Linked DNA regions of Zea mays: region 2 is linked to region 1. Evidence: chromatin contacts called from public Hi-C data. All regions are on one chromosome and are shown on one strand. Each heading gives the region's core, a stretch centred on a gene start, on an enhancer-like site or on the middle of the called end of the contact. The rest is flanking DNA. Distances are from core to core; before and after follow the strand shown. Region 1 holds the start of LOC100382248. Region 2 holds the start of LOC114574140.

Region 1 (3,656 bases), core at 485-2,984:
ACCAACGCCGCATTCAACATCGGACCACCAGAAGGTATATCACCAAGTTTCTCCCTCTCCCAACCTCTCTAGCTAGATCTATAAGCACATGTATGTAGAGTTAATAGAAAGGAATTAAGAACTCAGTTAGATCCTAAAGGGTCTTAGAAACCTTAACAAAACTTACTCAAATGAATTATCCACGCACTTGCAGTAAGTCCAGTATGAAACTTCAGTGTGAGTTTGCTAGCGCCTTCTAGGCCACTGTTGGTGTCAACGTCAAATGCCTCCGCCAGGAGCTCTAGGCTCCATCTGCTCTTGTGCCTCAGCTCCATCAACGACGGCGCGTTCCCCACCTTCATTGCTTTGTGTTGCTGGCACCTATAGAAGAGGCACAATCACTTCGTTTTTAGAGAGAACCAACATCTATTGTTGTCACTCTTCACGTTTGTCTGGAAGACGCCTGCCTTTGGGCTTACCGGCTCAAGCCTTGTAATATATAGGAGGCTAGCTTTGGCTTGGTGTGATTCCCTCACCCTCGCCATCTCCCGCATGTGAAACTTTGTTACTCCTTGCTTAGGGTTCTTGAGCGTGCCTGCTGCAATATATCAGGTAGAGGTCCCCCCCTCCCCCCGTCGACAATAAAAAAAAGTTCAGTATGAAACCTATAAACCTACAACATTACTCGACAATTACACAACCTTTTTTTTGCTGAAACATATGGAAATTGAATCTTGCTGAATTATCCGGTAGGCCTTATTTAAGTACTCTAGTATTCACGCTAATCCACGTCCACCTCAATAGATATGGATTAACGTGAATAGTACAGTACCCCAACAATGCCGTATGGAGCTGCTGCTTGCGGATATAGATGTATGCATGGGCAGGAATACTGTATGTAGCTCATCATGAAGACCGTTGTGCTGTCTATCCAAATGACGATGCGGCAGTCCTTGCGCGACAGGGACGTGCATGGACAGTGAAGCTTTACGTGCTAATGTACACGCTTAACCAACCCCTGCTGTGTTTTGCATTACAAAAGAGGTGGATACAAAATGGCCAAGTGGACGTTTAAACTAAAAACACCGAAGCAACTTTTTTTTCGGTGGCCATTTATAAGTGTTGTTTGGTTCACGAAATATAACATAACGATTAGATCTAAACCCTAAACATGATTTAATATTACCAGTTATCCATCATATTACAAATATGTGAACTAAACAACAACTTAGTTAGCAGCAGCAGATACATAGACGGACAATTTTTTGGGTGCTCCTATTCCTCTGTGCAGTTGCCACCTGAATGAACCTGAACCTCTCCCATCCTTCCTGCTCGTCCGGGTCAGGGGATGAGCAGCATACTGAAAACACTTTAACACATACAGGCCGGCAGCCAGACGATCAATTCGTTTCAGTTGTATTTGTATCTGTCTTACCTTTCGAAAAAAAAGAAAGAAAGTTGTGTCTGTCTAGCAAAACCGATCGATCTGCCCCGACTGAAGGAGAGGGACAATGCAGCAGGAGCACGCCAAAATAGACCACCCAGCTACTGCACTACACGAATTCTCTCTCGAGCCCCCCCGGCTGCAGGGCCTATAGCCCTATATGTATACGCAGACGATAACAGGACGTGACAGGTGCAGCTCGCGGAGCCGGTAGCACCCCAGACGCGGCCAACCGCTAGCTAGGCCGGTGCCGCCATGGCTGCGTCCTCCTGCTGCCAGGCCCGCTGGCTGCTCCCCCTGCTGCTGCTTGCTGCTGCCGCGGGTGCTCTTGGTGCAGAGGGCGCCTCCTCCATTGTGCAGCTGGACGTGGAGTCCCTGCTCCCGTCCGCAGCCGCTCCTTGCCCCACCCCTCAAGCAGGTTAGTTTGCTCATTCATCACCGATTGGGCCCATGCGTGCGTGTGTGTCTTGCTGCACCTCATGCATGGATTACGTAAGTTCTTTTCTTTTAGTTCGTATTTCCTTTTCAGTCACTTGTATGTAGGTCATGGATTTACTTATAAAGATAGGTACTATGAAATCTGAATTGAGTTTACACACACAACAGCAAACGACGAAATTCCCAACGGCCAAAGCCTTAGGATATAAGATCTAAGCTGTCGAAAATAGTTTGTTTTCGACGACCGAAGATTTATGTCCGACGATACCTGTGTCTCTCGGTCGTAACAGGGGAAATAAGGTTATTTTCGACGACAGCCGTCGGAAATAGCCTATGTCCGACGGCCGCAAAGGGCCATCGGCATTTAACTTAGGTAACGGCCGATGGTGGGGCCCACGGTGGCGTTTGTGGGTGGTGTGATGTACGTGGTGAAACAAAAGGAAGTGAAAGTACGTGTGCGGGTTGTCCGATGGGATTAAAATCACCTATGTCCGACGGTTTATTTGGCGGACGTCGGACATAAGCTTATATCCGACGGCTGTCGATAAGCCGTCGGACATAAGCTCTTATGTCCGACAAGTGTCTGTAGCCATCGGACATAATACGATCGTCGGAGAATTGTGTTTTTGCTGTTGTGACACGCACACACAAAAGAAAGAAGAGTTCAGTAGCATAATTGGAACGAAGAAGTGAAGGACATGAACTTTAAGAAAAAGTTTGTCCGTCAAACTTGCGATTACATTGTTCTCCAATGCAACTTAGCTCAGCTGGCGACCCGGCGAGCATGAAGAATCTGGAGCTATCCGCTTAGCTTATCTATTCAGCAGCAGCTCTTATATGGTCCTAAGATATCTAGCACTCATAAGAGAAAATAAGAGTGTATGTTTTCTATTATATTTTAAGAGAAAATAAGAGTCTTGTCTGTTGTCTTGTCGAAATGGCCAGCTAAGAAGCTAAAGCAATGGCTAAGCCCGTACAGAGAACGATAATAACCGGCCACTAGATACAAAAACACCTTTCATGTCTGAAAATGATGCGCTGCTTGTTTTCTTCACTGCTGTTTCTCCAATGAAACCGAAGTTTTCCACGGGGCAATTTGCAAAGCTTCTCACCCAAAAGATTCAAAATTTCACAAACAGATACGGTTTTCTAAATTAATCGGTAACTGCAAAGTGAAAGTTCCGAACTTCCCCGTATCGAACCGACCATCTGTCTGAAAAAATTAATTAATCCAGAGCAAAAACAAGGTGCCGCGCCGCCCACAAGGATGCCCGTCGTGCACCAGCACGGCCCGTGCTCGCCGCTGGCCGACAACAGGAACGGGAAGGCGCCGTCCCACGCGGAGATCCTCGCCGCGGACCAGCGCCGCGCCGAGTACATCCACCGCCGCGTGGCCGAGACCACCGGGCGGGCGAGACGACGGAAGCAGGGCGCACCGGTCGAGCTCCGGCCCGGCACGCCGCCGTCGTCGATCGTCGTCCCCTCGTCGTCCTCCGCCACGTCGACGACGGACCTGCCGGCGTCGTACGGGGTCGCGCTGGGCACGGGAAACTACGTGGTGCCCGTCCGCCTCGGCACGCCGGCGGAGCGGTTCACGGTGGTGTTCGACACCGGCAGCGACACGACGTGGGTGCAGTGCCAGCCGTGCGTGGCCTACTGCTACCGGCAGAAGGAGCCTCTCTTCGACCCCACCAAGTCCGCCACCTACGCCAACATCTCCTGCTCCTCGTCCTACTGCTCCGACCTCTACGTCAGCGGCTGCTCCGGCGGCCACTGCCTGTACGGCATCCAGTAC
Region 2 (4,043 bases), core at 450-2,949, 310 kb before region 1:
TTATGTGACTTTATTTTATGGAGTACGTTCATTCTACAATGTAAAGCTATAAACAAATGCAATGGAATATTTTAGTATTTCCTTAATAAATAATCATTGTTATTATAATTATGCATCTTTTTCTGTTATGTGAATATTTTCTAGTTCTTAGTATTTTGTTGGCTTGTAACTACTGAAACTCAACTTCCATTGTTTTTAGCAGCAGCAGCAGTAATAATAATAATAATATTAAAAAATTCTACTACTACTACTACTAATAATAATCTTGTAGGATTCCCTTATCGAAATGACTGGCCCTAAGCGAGGCATCTCAATGGTTTCCTCTGTACTTGTTGAGTTTGATATGAGGATAAAGAATGGAGATCGAGAAGAAGATGATCTACAGCTCATTGATGGAATGATAGACTATTCTGAGCTAAGGACACCATGCTGGCCACCATTCACATATCGCATAAACGGTGATTGTGGTGCGGTTGACATGACTGTAGCCCGCATTTTATGCGGAGTGGAGGCCACGATAGAAGTTTTCATATCAGAAGTGCATGCGCAGGAAGGTGTCCGTTTGTCTCTCAGTTCGTTTGTTTTTGTCAGTGATTCAGAAGAAGAAGAAATTCAGCTCTTCAATGGCATTGTTGGTGAGTCAAGTGGCTTAAGATACGCGGTTGCTGTATTCGAGGATACTTGGATGCATTTGAAGTTCAAAGTGGGTAAAAACAATGACTTAAAAGACGACGCTGAACGCTGTATTCCCATTGAAGTAAACACTCATGGATGTGTGAGTAAAAAAGTAAACTTTGATCTCGCCTCTATGTCGGTGAAGGTGACTTGGTCGACTTTGACAAACCAAATTCCAGGTGCTCTTTGTGACCTGTTTCATATCCATTTCTTATTAGTTGTGTGTGTGTGTTTTTTTTTAATTAGATGAATGTCTACTTGACTTGTATTGGTTTTGTGCTTGACCTTATGTGTCTTTTATATTTCAGTGAGTAGCATACAATATGCTAAGCATGGCTTACTAATTATTCTCTCCCATCTAAATCTTTGATTGCAGCGTGGATATCAGGCATCGATTTCAACACCATGTGATTTGTTCACTCCGTTTCTACATGTACGAGAAATATTTGGTGCTCATCAAATACAAGATTGCAAGCCAATGAGTTGTGTCAATTACTAGCTAGTTTCCTATTACTCTGATTAAGAGAAGCTATTGTTATTTATTTTCTTTTATTGTCAATTACAAGATTAGAACAGAACCAAAATAAATTTTCCATAGGAATTCCTCATCCGTCTTTATGGAACAGAAATAAGGTCTGGGCACTTATCATCTTGGAAAAATTCCTTTTTGTCAATATTCAACTAAAGACACGAGGCAAAACCTCACCCTTGATAGCTCAAACAATCTATGATCGACTCAAACAATTTGGGAAATCTAAGTAACATATTTTCCGCAGCACAATTAAGTATTATTTTTCCTGGTAAAACGACAGGATACATTTTCGAGAGCCCAAATATAAACTGGCCTCAAAATAGTGACTCCAGCTCCGGCTCAGCAGCTTAGCTGCTCATGCACACGAATGGATATCTGATCCACAAGTAGCGTGAATACACGATAAAAATAGCTATTCCGATCTTTAAATAGGCTTTTGCATGGATAAATCGCTCGCTTTAGCTCCACCACCTCTCGCCATTTCGTTACTGCTATGCTACAGCAACATATAACCCATAGAGATAATTCAGTAGATCTAGTAGTTTAACTCCATAATTGTTGGATTTCAATACATTCAGGGTAAGTAAATCTTATGCGCGCTTTTAGTTTACTTTCTTTTGCTTCGATTCAAGTGTGTAATAAACGTGTTGGCTGCATCCTTGAACCAGTTCTTGCTAATTTGATCGGTTTTAAATGTTTTGTGATGGAATCGGTTGGACTGTGGACCGAGGCCGGCGAATCAATCAAGAACGCCACCTCTCCTAGGTTAGGGCGTGTTGGACCTGCCATGGGGGACAGGCCGGCGCCGATCGAGAAGGTCGCGGTGCCGGAGAAGATGGCCTTGTTCCTCCACGCCGCCGTCACGTCACCGGGACACCAGCAGCAGCACGGCGCCTCGTCGCACGAGGCGCCCGCCGCCGCGAACATCACGCCGCGGACAACAACAGCCAGGAATAAGCAGCAGCACCTGCCGGTGAGCCCCGGGGCGTGCCTCTGCTCGCCGACCGTGCACGAGGGCTCGTTCCGGTGCAGGCTCCACCGCGGCAGCGGCAGCGGCTCCGGACTCCACGAGATGAAGATGAGCAAGAAGGCCGGCGTATGACGACGCGACGCAGCGGGCGGCGACAAGCGTTCGTACTACGCCTTACCGCAAATGCGCAGGTGCCTTTGCCTGCATTTCGGCCTCTGTTTTTCCCCCCTCATTTGTTTTCGCTGCATACAGTAATACAGAAGGGGAAGAGTACCTTTTTTTGTTCCTTGTACATACCTTTCCTTGTAAAGGGTCTGTCATGTCGATGATGACTTCTTGCCACTCTTGAAGCTCATGAAACACAAGTGGAGGCCAAGTTTACCTAAGACATAAAACAACACGAATGCTGTATTACCTGTTGATCACTTGTTCTCAGTTGTTGTGGATCAAGAATCAGACAACACAATTGTTATACATTAAGGACTTTGTCCTTCGAAGCATTATCTGCTTTCGGATATATATAATGATCTTCAGATGAAGGTCATGAAAAACACGTATTCATCGTTCATCATTCATATAAGATAAAAGTCCTATACATGCGAGATGTATTATCCATTCATATAGTCATTTCATGATAAATATATATACATTATCAGAATTTATATTACCCTAATACCTTCGGCTTGTTCGAAGGTGATGACGCAAGAGCGATTACAATCCAACGTGAACAGTATAAGAGGTACTGTTCATCTATTTATATGCAACCGTGAGGCTTTGTACATTATTACATTCATGCCATTAATATCTATATACAAAGATTACAAGATGTTACAAGGGAAATATCGCCATTTGTATTCATCAACTTGAGCAACACCTTCTCCTTACGTTGTCTACCCGTTCCACCATGATGAAGTCTGTTGGACGAAACTTCCTTCGTCATGCTCCTCTTGCATTATGTCAAAGCTCTTCTGTTGACGAAGCTCCTGTAATATTCAATAGTATGCTGAAAGCAAATGGTTAGCCGTGTTTTTGAGGACCTTCGGCAGACGAAACTATTAGGCAAAATGAAAAGGAATCTCATATTGCTTCAGAAGAGGTGAGAAGAGCTGAAGATGCCGCATAACGTGAAAGGATTATATGTATGCTTGTCATGTTTTAGCTTCGTAAATACTTTTAGCTTCATTATTAACAAAAAAATTATACTTTGGTGCAGCCTAACTTTCTCCTCCTCCAGAGCCATACAACCCTGAGGCTAATCCGGTGCTGAAAAGCGCTCTTGATGTGATTAGAATAGCAAATGAAGCAGTTGATGAAGTTGTGGATAGGCTCCTGAACGAAGCTGCCGATAAAAACTTGAAGGAGGATGATTAGACCTTGTATATAAAAACACTTGTAGAATTTTTGTGTGTTGTTCTCTTATGTAAAAACAATTGTCAATTATATAGTTCATGATGTATTATATTTCTTTGTGGAGCGTGAAACCTTCATACGTACCGTTTTGAGCCAAAGGCGAAAAAACACATTCCCTTCTTTTCACGCTTCATAAAGAAAAATCCCCTTTCGACCGAAGTGATATTATTAGACTCGAAGGTCTTGCCGCAGACCTTGCATGCCGAAGGTTTTGCTATAAGTATTGTATTGTTGAAGTATCCTTTTCACAATTTTTTTGCCGAAGATAGTCCTCATGAGTTAGCCACCATGGCTAAAGGAGCAGTTTCCCTTCTTTTCCACTATTTCAGATGATGCGCGATGATGAATGAATGATGCGATGCTATGCACATGATGCGATGATATGATGCAACAAACGTTAATGCACAAACGCTTCGTAAAAGTACGACTTTGCATCCCTTTAGAAATGACTTTGGA

What was found. Hi-C and Micro-C count contacts between places; a contact is called where the count stands out from the background.
Region 2: a contact with region 1 is called in a Hi-C map of ear, with 1.6 times the contacts expected there. The contact joins the promoter of LOC114574140 here to the promoter of LOC100382248 in region 1. A contact is called at or near these places in 2 of 25 Hi-C or Micro-C datasets (ear and tassel).

What each region holds. Positions count from the first base shown.
Region 1 is chr6:109,980,991-109,984,646 of Zm-B73-REFERENCE-NAM-5.0, reverse strand. It overlaps LOC100382248, which reads left to right and starts at 1,734. Exons shown (of 3, transcript NM_001175001.1): 1 at 1,734-1,841; 2 at 3,097-3,656. The coding sequence starts at 3,129.
Region 2 is chr6:110,289,588-110,293,630 of Zm-B73-REFERENCE-NAM-5.0, reverse strand. LOC114574140 reads left to right here and starts at 1,699. Exons shown (of 2, transcript NM_001369711.1): 1 at 1,699-1,786; 2 at 1,876-2,596. The coding sequence starts at 1,911. The coding sequence ends at 2,309. LOC100278599 reads left to right here. Exons shown (of 5, transcript NM_001369712.1): 4 at 272-854; 5 at 1,052-1,349. The coding sequence ends at 1,086.